Regions from separate parts of the Zea mays genome. Here region 1 is linked to region 2. A link is a contact called in public Hi-C data. All regions are on one chromosome and are shown on one strand. Each heading gives the region's core, a stretch centred on a gene start, on an enhancer-like site or on the middle of the called end of the contact. The rest is flanking DNA. Distances are from core to core; before and after follow the strand shown.

Region 1 (6,507 bases), core at 194-2,693, 95 kb after region 2:
TGCCAATGGCGATCACAGTGCTGCATTGGACGGTAAGCTTTGTAGTTTTGTACTTGTTGACAATCATCTCTTCAGTCTACCATAATCCCTCTTCCATTTGATGTGACAGAATCTGGTCATCTGTATGTCTGGGGAAGAGCATTAATTGGACAACATGATGATGATCAACCTTCGGAAATTTTGCCCTCCTTGAGTGTTTCTCAAGTGGCACTAGGATGGCACCATGCTTTAGTTTTATCTGGTGCGTCTGCGACGTGTTTCATTCAAACTACACTTTCTGGATAAGCTCTCACATTTATTGCCATTTTGTATCACAGCTGGAGAATTGTACACACTTGGTGTTTACCGCCACCAGAAATGTGATCTCCCTGGGTTAGGAAATGTATTGGGGCAGCAATCGGACACAAGGGCAACAAGCAGTTCTCATGATTGTTCATCCTCTTTGTCAGTGTTGGAGACGGTTCCATTCCTTGATGGAGAACAGGTGGCGCAAATAGCAAGTGGAACTGAGCACTCTGCTTTGGTAACAGGTAAAAGTTTCTTCCAAAGGCTTCAGATGAAAAAGAGATAAATTCTCGATGTAACCGGCTAACTTGATCTTGCTTGTTTTGTTATCAGATAAAGGAACAGTCTTCACCTGGGGCTGGGGAGAGCATGGACAGCTTGGTTTGGGTGACACTTCGGATCATGTAGCTCCTCAGAGAGTAAACGTAGGTGACAATGGGCAGGGCATGTCCGGTTCATTTGCCGTCTACTGTGGGAGTGGATTTACCGTTGCTGTGAAATCGCCCTAGTGGCTGTCTAGTTTGTAATGCATGCACCAAATTCTCCTTCCCACATAACAGTGAAGAAATAAACGACAACATTTTGTTGTGATGCCGTGAAGGTAGTGGTTGGATTATTATTTTGCAAATATTTTGGCGCCTCTGGTTCTGAGCTACACATCTGACTTTGCCACTAGAGGTGGAGCGGAGAGCCTGAGAGAAAAACAAGAGTACAAAATCGCGTTCGGCGGCTTTTCATCATTGCACAGAACCATATTCTGGGTCTGCCTACAAAATAAACAACACAGTAGCAGTGACGCATCCGGTTCTCGTCTGGAAACAAAAAGATATTCCTGGATGCTACCTTCAAAAGGGTGAAGATAACACGGCAGATGGCAGCAGCAACACCTTTCTACATAATCCAGCCATACACAACGCTGGTGGACGCTAGTAAGCTGGTGGTTATACAGGAAGATACACGACTCTTCATGGAACCAAACGGCCCTCAACTAAACTAAAACATGCATATTCTGTCCTGTATTCGGTTACAGTCAAGACTGGGTTCAACCTGGGCTATATCCATGGCGGCACAGGCGGTCGAAAAATCAAGAGTCGGTACCAAATCACTTCGGTCCGTAGGCCTGTTGATCCATCAATCCGGTCGATACCGACTAGTTGATAACGACGCTGCATTGGATGGTTTAGTTGATATCGACCTAAACTGATTAGTAATAATGAACGTACGTAGTGTTGTGCCAAGTTTGATCGCCTCATCTTATTCAAGTTTTTTTTTGAAAACTAAAAAATTCAAAGCTATACTTAAACTATACTGTTGGGTTTATGCTTCGTCGCCGAAGGTCTTCTAGGAAGAAGCGGCTTTCGGCTGAAGCTGCTTGTGTGAGATAGCCGAAGGTTCCTCTTCATAAAGCTTCGGGATTACAAACCGACTTAAAGATAGAATGACTTTTTAGTCCATAAAGGTCTGGGTCAATGTTGTAAACTTTTATAAGAGGCATAATTGTAATTCCTCACAGGCTGTGTCTTGTGCCTATAAATAGTGAACATTATTCCTTTACTGTTCACGGATTCGGACAATTGTAATCGTATTTTTCGGGAATCTAACTTTGCCAAGGCAGAGGTATAATTATATTCAATAATTCAAGATATTACGTAAATATAATTTAATTCGTTTGTAATTCATTTATCTCTTTATACCCTTTATTTTATGTTATCTAATATCATCTATCAGAATTTAATTACGAAGACTTAACCTTCGTAATTATATTCTCATCAACTTTCGTCCATGGTTCATTATCCTCATGGGAATATTGTTTCATGGACGAAGGGCGTTAACATTTAACATTTTATGTTGCCTTGTTCCTAATTCATAGCATTTGAGAACAAGTCTCCAACATTGGCGCCCACCTCCGGTGAACTCACTTCCACTTTTTGAGCTGATGGCTTCGTTCAACGATCAAGCTGGAGCTGCTTCGGACACGAAGCTGGTGCTCCCAATTACAGGCGGTTCGTCCTCAGAGCCAGCCAACAAGAAACAGAAGAAGGAAGCACAGAGAAGGGTACAGCATGTTGGGGTGCAAGGACCCTTCATCAAGTCAAGATGGTCTCACATTCCTATTACCTTCTCCCAAGAGGACCTTCAACTCAAGGATTATCCACACAACGATGCCATGGTTATCTCTTGTGTTATCAAAGGATTTCTGGTCCACAATGTCTTGGTTGACACAGGCAGTGCAGCTGATATCATATTTGCTAAGGCCTTCAGACAAATGCAAGAGCCAGAAGATAAGATTCATGATGCTACGCATCCTCTCTGTGGCTTCGGAGGAAGACGGATTGTAGCACTGGGCAAGATCACCATGTCAGTGACCTTCGGGTTCATCAACAACACTAGAACTGAGCAAGTTGTGTTTGACATTGTTGACATGGAATACCCTTACAATGCAATTATTGGTCGTGGCACCCTCAATGCTTTCGAAGCAATTCTTCATCCTGCTTATCTTTGCATGAAGATACCTTCGGATCAAGGACCCATCGCTATTCATGGAAGTCAGGAAGCTGCCAGAAGGGCCGAAGGAAATTGGACTGACTCAAAAGCAATCCATAACATAGATGGAGCTGAAGCTTGTGAACAATACAAATTCAGAAGGGAGAAAGCAGCTTCAGCAGATCAGCCGAAGCCCATGCTCTTATGTGAGGACATAGCAGAGCAGAAGGTGCTGTTGGGCTCTCAATTATCCGAAGAACAGGAGAAAACCTTGATAAGGTTTTTGTTCAACAACAAAGATGTTTTTGCGTGGTCAGCCAATGATCTCTGCGGAGTTAATAGGGATGTTATTGAACACTCGCTCAATGTTGATCCATCCTTTAGACCCAGAAAGCAGAGGCTTCGGAAAATGTCTGATGATAAGGCCGAAGGTGCTCGTAATGAAGTCAAAAGACTCCTCAGTGCAGGGGTGATCAGAGAAGTAAAGTACCCAGAATGGCTAGCTAACACAGTTATGGTAAAAAAGGCCAATGGCAAGTGGCGAATGTGTATCGATTTTACAGATCTCAACAAGGCTTGTCCGAAGGACGAATTCCCATTGCCAAGGATAGACTCTTTAGTTGATGCAGCAGCTTCTTCAGAGCTCATGAGTTTGCTAGACTGTTACTCAGGCTACCACCAAATCTGGATGAAGAAGGAAGATGAGCCGAAGACTAGCTTCATAACTCCAAGTGGCACATATTGCTATCTTCGGATGCCTGAGGGGCTCAAAAACGCTGGAGGAAGTTTCAGCAGAATGACTGCGAAGGTTCTCCAGTCTCAGATAGGCAGAAATGTGTTAACTTATGTTGATGACATCATTGTAAAAAGCACGAAACAGGAAAATCATATTGCTGATTTGCAGGAGACCTTCGCTAGTTTCAGACAAGCTGGCTTAAAGTTGAATCCAGAAAAATGTGTCTTCGGTGTAAAGAAGGGGAAATTTCTTGGATGCTTGGTTTCAACAAAGGGAATTGAAGCTAATCCAAGTAAAATTGAAGCCATACTTCGAATGGAGCCACCAACCACAAAAAAGGGGGCCCAAAGATTAACAGGGAGGTTGGCATCTCTTAATAGATTTATATCCAGATCAGCAGAAAGAAATTTACCATTCTTCGAAGTGCTGAAATCAGCCGAAGTCTTTCAATGGGGACCAAGCCAACAAAAAGCCTTCGAGGAACTGAAGCAATATCTAATAGATTTAACAACATTAACTCCACCAACGCCAGGGGCTTCTTTGTTATTATATGTGGCAGCTTCGCACTCAGCGGTAAGTGCAGCACTTGTTCAGGAGAAGCTTGATGGCCAAGTCAAGAAGCAGGTCCCAGTGTATTTTGTATCTGAAGTTCTTAGTATATCAAAGAAAAACTACACAGAATTAGAGAAGGTATTATATGCTGTTTTGATGGCATCCAGGAAGCTTCGGCACTACTTTCAAGCATACAATATTGTTGTTCTTTCTTCGCAGCCGTTGAAGGATATTATGAGAAATAGAGAAGCTACTGGGCGGATTGGAAAATGGGCTGCAGAGCTCAATGAATTTTGCATTGATTATGTGCATAGATCTTCGATCCAGTCCCAGGCGTTAGCAGACTTCATTGCTGACTGGACGCCAGGGGCTCAGGATGAAGAAACAAATAAAGATGCCGAAGTATGGACAGTGTTTTGCGATGGGTCTTGGGGAACCTTCGGGGCAGGAGCAGCTGCTGTGTTGGTCTCGCCATCCAAAGTTAAAACTTGTTATGCGGCAAGACTCGATTTCAGTTGTACAAACAATATTACTGAGTACGAAGCCCTGCTTTTGGGTCTTCGGAAGCTAAAAGCAATGGGAATCAGAAGGGCCATTCTTAAAACTGATTCCCAGGTTGTTTCGGGTCATATCGACAAGAGTTGCAAGGCTAAAGACCCGAAGCTTGAAAAATATCTGGATATGGTTCGAAGAGTCGAAGCTTCCTTCGAAGGGTTTTCTGTCAAAAATATCCCTCGAGGACAAAATGAGCATGCTGATTTGCTAGCTAAGTCAGCAGCACAGGGGCTGCCTTTACCTTCGGATGTGTTCTTCGAAACAATAAAGGCACCTTCAGTGGAACTCCTTGAAAGAGCAGTCCTCAATATATCTCCTGTTTATAGCGAAGATTGGAGAACTGAAATCATTTCTTACCTTCAGGGTAAATTCCTTTCAGATGACGAAACTTATAACAGGAGGATAGAGGCAAGAGCTCGTCCATATGTCATGATAGAAGGGGAGTTGTACAAGCATGGAGTTTGTGCTCCGTTGCTTAAGTGTTTATCTAGAACCGAAGGCATAGAGTTGATGAAAGAAATACATGCAGGCCTGTGTGGATCTCACATTGGATCTAGGCCGCTACTTGGAAAAGTTTTCCGTCAAGGATTTTATTGGCCGAAGGCAGCTTCGGATGCAGCGGAATTAGTTCAAAAGTGCGAAGGTTGTCAGAAATGTGCAAGAGATCAAAAAACAACCTTCGTCCTTAACACAGCTCATACAACCCATCTGGCCATTGCAAAGATGGGGCCTTGACTTGTTGGGTCCATTACCACCGGCCCAAGGGAACCTAAGATATGTTGTAGTGGCTGTGGAATATTTTTCCAAATGGATTGAGGCAAAGCCTTTAGCCACAATAACTTCGGCCACCATTCAAAAGTTTTTCTGGCAGAATATTGTTTGTCGATTCGGGGTACCAAAGGCCATCACTGTGGATAATGGAACACAGTTCGACTCCGAAGCTTTTAGGGATTTCTGTGATCAAATTGGTACGAAGATCCATTTTGCATCAGTCAGGCATCCGGAGTCAAATGGGCTCGTTGAAAGAGCCAATGACATTATAATGACAGGAATAATGAAGTTAATCTTCAATCAACCCAGAGGAAAGTGGCCAGATCAGTTAACCAAAGTGGTGTGGAGCCACAACACAACAACATCAAGGTCTACAGGCTTTACTCCATTCAAGTTATTATTCGGTGATGAAGCAATAACTCCGGAGGAAGCTAAAACTGGATCAATAAGAGTAGTAGCCTCGGCAGAATCAGGTTCTGAAGATGCTTATTCTGTGGAAAAAGATGCTTTAGAAGGGATCAGGCTTCAAGCTGTGGAGAATATCAATAAATATCAAGCCGAAACAATCAGATGGCGAGATAGAAAGGTTCGGCTAAAGAATATTGAGCCAGGACATTTGGTGCTTCGGAGGGTGGCCAACCCAGACACAGTGGGCAAGTTGCAGTTGAAATGGGAGGGACCTTTTTTAGTAGCATCTTCGTCAAGACCCGGCTCATACAGATTGAAGGATATGGACGGCAACGACATTCCTAGATCTTGGAATGCGGATGAGCTTCGGCGATATTATGTGTAATTTGATGTAATCTTTTATGTTTTTTTCTTTTTTATGGCACTCTTTTCCTTTCTAAAGGGGGAGAAAGGTTTTTAATGGGGCCATCATATGTAATTTCCTTTTTTAGTTCTATAAGAGCAAAATCCCCCAAGGAGTGTAAATGTAAAAGCTGAGAACGCACCATCGAGTGCCGAAAAGTAAAAAGCGAAGAAGCTCCAAAGTCGTTCCTAAGGGAATGCAGAGCTTACAGCGAAAAGTAAACGCTGATTCCGCCAAAAGTAAAAGGCGAAGAAGCTCCAAAGTCGTTCCTAAGGGAATGCAGAGCTTACAGCGGAAAGTCAACGCTGATTCC
Region 2 (6,026 bases), core at 3,067-5,566:
CGGGGATAACCTTATTCCCATCGACGGCTGACGGGAATAAGTAATCCTCGTCGGCCAAGTACAAGTCGACGGGGATAAGCTTTAACTCCCGTCGGTCTAGTGAACCGATAGGGATTATCTTTTAACTCCCGTCGGTCTGGTGAACCGACGGGGATAAGCTTTAACTCCCATCGGTCTGGTGAACCGACGAGAATTAACTGGGTCGACGGGGATTAATTGTTAATCCCTGTTGGTTTGACCATAGCTGACGGGAATTAACTAGGTCGTCGGGAATTAACCTATAATGCTGCAAAACCAGCACCAAATTAGGTCACTATTTCTCCACAATTGCACACAAAACATATATATCATCACACAGAACATACACAATACAAACACATGCATTGATAATCAATTCAAACATCACAAACTTAAGATCAAGTGTTTACACAAACATTTCAAATACGAGTTATGATCAAGTGTTTACACAAACATAACGTCCACGAGTTAAGAAACATAGCATGCACGAGTTCAAGTGTTTAGAGATAACCACCACTTGGGTGGTTAGAGCTTTGACCGCTGCCGCCACCAGGAGGAGGGAATGCGAAGAGGGAGTCAACAAATCCAGTCCCTGCTGCGGGATCAGACCCACTACCACCCGCTTCGGGCGTAACCTATGCAAGTTAGCAAATATCAACATTTTAAATACAAATATCAAAAAATATACAAGTGTATATTAATCGAGAGTTACCAAACGTACCATATCTCCAGGTGCAGGTATATGTGTTAGAGGGGTGTTAAACTGTGGTGACGGAGCTAGTGTGTATGCAAACTGGCTCCATTGTGGTGGCGGTGGAATATTTGTTGTTATGCCCTGTTGCTGCATTAATTGTTAAACATATGTGTTGCTATTTAATATGTTGTATTGAAATATAATAATTTAGAGTTCAAATTATGTATACTCACTTGATACATCGCTTGGTTATGTGCATTGTAAGCCTCCATAAATTCGCGTTGTTGTCTCATCTCTTCATGCATCCTCATAATCTCCAACTCCTGCTCGTTCGGTCGACGAGAACATGAGCTACGGGAAGACGAACCCATCCTCTGAGATCTCACCGACGACGAGTCAATGAATCCGTCGAAGAGTGCGTATCTATAAGTAGGATTCAAAAATTGTGATTACTACATAATCAATTTAGTGTCAACCATATAATTTCATAAGTTAGAGCTTACCGTCCATGCACTTTTCCACCACCACTTGCATACACCACCGAGGGATCCACCGGTTCATGTCGCCAGTCAAAGTCAGGACCATGGCGACGAACCATCTCCTCCCCATATGCCGCCTATACATCATTCACAACCTTACAAATGCAGGAATTTCTATACTTTGAACGTTTGTACTTTTGGGCCAAAACTCACCAGCCAATCTGTGGCTGTCTGGCTGCAAAGCTGGTGAGGGTTGTTAGGGTCTGGTCCTTTATGGCCCTCCTGGAGACCTCAATGTCATTAGGCTTTTGGCCACTCGTAGCTTCCTGTATAAACAAAAAACATTCATAAGCAATCGTACTATTTGGTGATCGATATAGCTAAATCAAACTTACCATTCTTTTAGCTTTTCGGAGCATGCCGTCACCTATTTGTTCGAAAATGACATAATACTTATAAATTAAAAACAAATGAAATAACAAAACAACTTTACTTGTTAAATATCATCAAAATCAGGATCTATTTGTTCTCTTCTATGTAGAGGTCGCCATGTAACTTTTCTCCTAACAGGTTGTCTTCTCCGTCTCTCGGGAAAAGTTAAGTCGTTAACATCTGCAACTAGTGAATCTAATGCCGGTGCAGGATCAATATGAAAACTAGTTGGCAACTCTTCTTCTTGAAACACCTCATCAACCTGCTCAAGGTGACCAAATTGATATTTGTCCTCACCTAGAGTGTATAAGCGTTCGCGGGGATTTACATTGTACACAACCCTCCATGTAGACAACTTTTTACATGGATATGTCGAGAAATAAACTTGGTTTGCTTGATGGGCAAGGTTATACGTGTCGTGTCCTTGAAGCAAATTTTCAGGTTGGATCTATGTCATCCCAAATTCGGTCCTATAATACTTCGGGTCATACCATTTACACTCAAAGAAAACTAGCGCTAAAGGCTTATTTCCAGCAAATGTAATCTCGATTATATTTTGATTTTCCCGTAATAGCAGGCTTCGTGTCCTTCCATGTCGGTTGCCCTAGTAACGACTCCACTATTTTGAGTGGCAGCCATAGGATGACTTGATTCGAAAATGCTTGATCGAAAGCGATATCCATTGACGTCGTAACGTCCATAGCTTTTGGCAGTTACGTTTCCAATAGATAACTGACGTAAGTCATCATTCAAATTCATTTCCTCCCCAAACTGTCAATTATGCCACAAAGCATTAGCAAATTCTGCAATATTAGTTAACTAAAATTAGGTCTCGGAGCCACATAATTGAGACTTACACGGTCCCGAAGCCACATAATGAAATTAGGTCGCCCATGCATATCAACTACAATATATAAATTCATATTAAGACTAATAACACTATTAATTAAAAGATTTAAACTAACACTAGTCACATAAAAGTTAACTCCCGTCGGCCATAAAAAACCCACGAAAATAATAACATATGCATTTACATATAAGTAGGATTATACCTCGACGAGCCTGCGGTGGCTGACCGGCGCGTCGGAGCACGGGCGGACGGTGGACGACGGTGGGCTGGGGACGGCGACGCTCGGTGATGAGGACATCACTTCTATACATACAATGAATGGACCGATAACACGATCGCGTGCATGATAGCTAAATCTTCAGGTACGTTCTACCCTAGTCAATTGTGTTTCAGAGCTTACGCTTGAGGCCATGGATGTTTTGATGATTAGGAACCTTGGAGAGGACCAGCAAAGACTTGGGAAAGGCCTAGGTGTTGAGGAGGAGCAGCAAGGGTGCCACAACAGGAAGGAGATCAAGTCCGACTCGGCTGTGACTCCATCTCGGGTTCCAGGACCAGTCTGCACTAACATGGACGCCCAAGATGCATCCGGACTCCGATTGCGACGGACTTGATATGGTTGGAAAGATAAGGAGATTATCTAACCAACCCAACTAGTTCCACCCTAAAATTCGTCTGGAGTCAATGGGAATCGTCAAAACAAGTCAGCGCTCAGATTCTATTTTGGTGCTGCGACACCGTCTGTTGGGCCGTTGGGCCGTGTATCGCGTCGGAGCCCATTAGGGGCGAGTCTAGGGGTCACGCACGCACTAATACTCTATTTATTCAGCAGCCGCCGCCACATTAGGTTTGGGTTTTGCTTAGATCAATTCTGTCATCGAATAGTGTCGTCGTCATCGATTTGTGAGACCCCATCCCGTAATCAATACAATTTTGGCTGCGTTTCTTTCCTGTTCTATATTGGCACCGAGAGGTTGATGCCGTCATGTCCGAAGTGATACCTCAGCGCCATCTATATTGGCACCGAGACGTGTAACTTTAACACCAATAATGATGACGCTGAGATAAAGGTTAATTTTCTAAATTCAAACTGAAAATTGTACACTTATGAAAAACTTTCTAAAAAGGGCTAAAACGCTAAAAAGACCGGCGCATGTGCTTGCGTGCATCGGCGCAAGGCCGCCGTGCGGTCATGATGTGCGCGCCCACGTGCGCTTCGTTCTGGAGACCAGTTTTGTTAACGATAACATGCTAGTATGTATCAATAAATGGGTGATTCGTTATTTATTGGTGCCGGATTCATTGTACGTGTTCATGTGTTTACGGTGGTGATACGCACTGCTACTTGCGGTTGCATGTACTTGGAACCCCTCGGCGCCTTTTATTAGCGATTTTCGCAAAATCATGTGGCAGTCCGCAGGCTGTATCGGTATGACCGATCTAACGAAGCACATGATTTGGCACTTGGCAGCCAGGAGGAGCCCAGGACCGGGTCGATTGGGACGCACTCGCATACTGCCTGCACGCCACGCCCACGACGCGGACATGGGTTCCAGATTCCTGAATTAATCCTGTCCAGTACTGCATGAGATCACTGTAGCAATTAGTGTTTGAGTTTCATTAAAAAGTAATAAGAGCAACGCAATTAGTGTTTCACACCGTAGCAACGTACTCCGTATCTCGTACTTTGCCCTTTTTTTCTTCCCGTTCGGATGCTAAATCATATTCTTTTCCCGCCAACCACGGATTGGAAATGGAAAAGGCCCGGCCCAAGTTGAGATTCTGTCCCCAGCCGGCCAGCCCTCGCAGCAGTCTTCCCTGACCGTCCACCCATCACCTCACTGGCTCACTCATCACTCCCTCAGCACCTCGGCCCTCTGCAGTCTGCGTCTGCCCCCTCTTCCAGGTCCCAGCGCTGTCTAGATCCAGATGGGAGCTCCACCGCTGCCCTTCTCCCTGCCCCACGCCGCTCTCCTCTGATCCCGCACTCCCCGAAGTCCCCACTGCCGGCGCGATCCCCGCATTCCCTACCGCCTGCTAGCCCCACCACCCGCTGAAGCCGTCCATACAGGCCATTGCGCTGCCCGGAATCCCGGCGTGAACAGCCGTTGCTGCAGTGCGGCCTGGAGCTCCGCCTGTTCCCCGCTTCCGCCCGCCACCGCCTTTCATAAAAACAGCCCCTCCTCCTGCGCCTGGAGTGCGGAGCCGTCACCGCTGTCTCTCTCCACGGGACACGCCGCCGCCGGGAGGGAAGAACCCGACTCCCGGGCTTGAAGTTGCCGCACCCCCGCCGTCCGACGTACACAGGTACGGATCGAGCGTCCACATTTTGGGTGGCGCATGATGTTCATTTTTGTTTTGGGTCTGATGTTGATCAACGAGTACTCAAGCGCAACAGTAATGAGAATCGGGAAGGGATTAGGTTATAGCACTGTTGGCTGTTTGACTAGATCAAGGCCAGACGATGGCGACCCCTACGTCTTAGAAAAACTGGCGGCACGAGCTGCATTCTGCTGCTGCTAAGTTCATACAGCAGATACATGCACAACACAAAAATTGTCTTTCGTGGAACTGCTGAGTGAATTGCATGTGGTCATATAAAACTAGTAACTGACTCGCGCCTTGCGCGAGCCTTTGGTCAATGCATAACAACAACGTATATATAGACACACACTTAAAGTAAATGGATATATATATACATGCACCAAAGCAATAAAATATTAGTCTCAATGACAAAAAAAAAATGACGCGTTGCAAAAAAACAATGAGTGAACATATCAGCTTGCCCTAGGGTACATAAATTTCTAAGTTTAAGTCTCGGTAACATGCTTGAAACAGTTATTAAAAGTACACCTTGTCTTCATCTGTAACAGTAGTTGGTTCCAATTAATAAACAAATAAATACATGGTGTTAATTTCAATAGTGTTTTTTTAAGAAGTACACACATATGTTAAATATTTATTTCTAATCTTCTGTAGGTATGTGAAATTCTGAAGTCGACATATATAAGTTTGAAAGCAACCGTGAGCATAATATCTTTTCCATTCCTAAAGTGCATCTGCACTTACTATCCTTGCCAAAAAAAAAACCGGTACCTTCATCAAGCGATGCATGGCTGAATGATAGATAATGATTCTTTGCCTTCTCAGAGCGCTTTGATCTTGTGCGATGCTGGATTGCTTCAGAAAATTGTAAATGCCAGGGACAACAAACTCGTTGAAGAATGAACTGAAAAAATAATAATTATGTGTAGAATAGATACCTACTGCAGCCCGCCTGGTCCTGAAAGCAGACTGGCCAAAAGAAATTACCAAAGGCCATATCTCACACTGTAACAACATGGAAGATGACCATAAGGTCACTGTAGTGTAGTTCTTCAAAAGCTATCCCCAGCCTTGTGTTTTTGGATCCTTAGAACTGCATGTCATGCACTAAACTTCCTTCATTTGGCCTCCTGAGTCAACTCGGTTATCCCTACAAATCTCAAATCCGGACACCATTGGTTCAGAATTCATTGGGACCACTGTATTTTAACCAGCTACTTAGGTTCCA

What was found. Hi-C and Micro-C count contacts between places; a contact is called where the count stands out from the background.
Region 1: a Hi-C map of leaf shows a contact between it and region 2, with 3 times the contacts expected there. The contact joins the enhancer-like site here to the promoter of LOC103651146 in region 2. A contact is called at or near these places in 3 of 25 Hi-C or Micro-C datasets (endosperm, leaf and tassel).

What each region holds. Positions count from the first base shown.
Region 1 is chr3:196,447,623-196,454,129 of Zm-B73-REFERENCE-NAM-5.0, forward strand. LOC100191830 reads left to right here. Exons shown (of 7, transcript NM_001360687.1): 4 at 1-32; 5 at 110-241; 6 at 318-530; 7 at 619-875. The coding sequence ends at 794. Among protein-coding and RNA genes, the nearest start is that of LOC100191830, 12 kb to the left of the region's middle. Within about 2 kb of position 1,444, at least 6 of the 20 cell types and tissues checked have an H3K27ac peak or open chromatin away from gene starts, as enhancers often do. A contact at or near this core is called in leaf, where this site is marked.
Region 2 is chr3:196,350,198-196,356,223 of Zm-B73-REFERENCE-NAM-5.0, forward strand. It overlaps LOC103651146 (protein STICHEL), which reads left to right and starts at 4,317. Exons shown (of 9, transcript XR_564591.4): 1 at 4,317-4,780.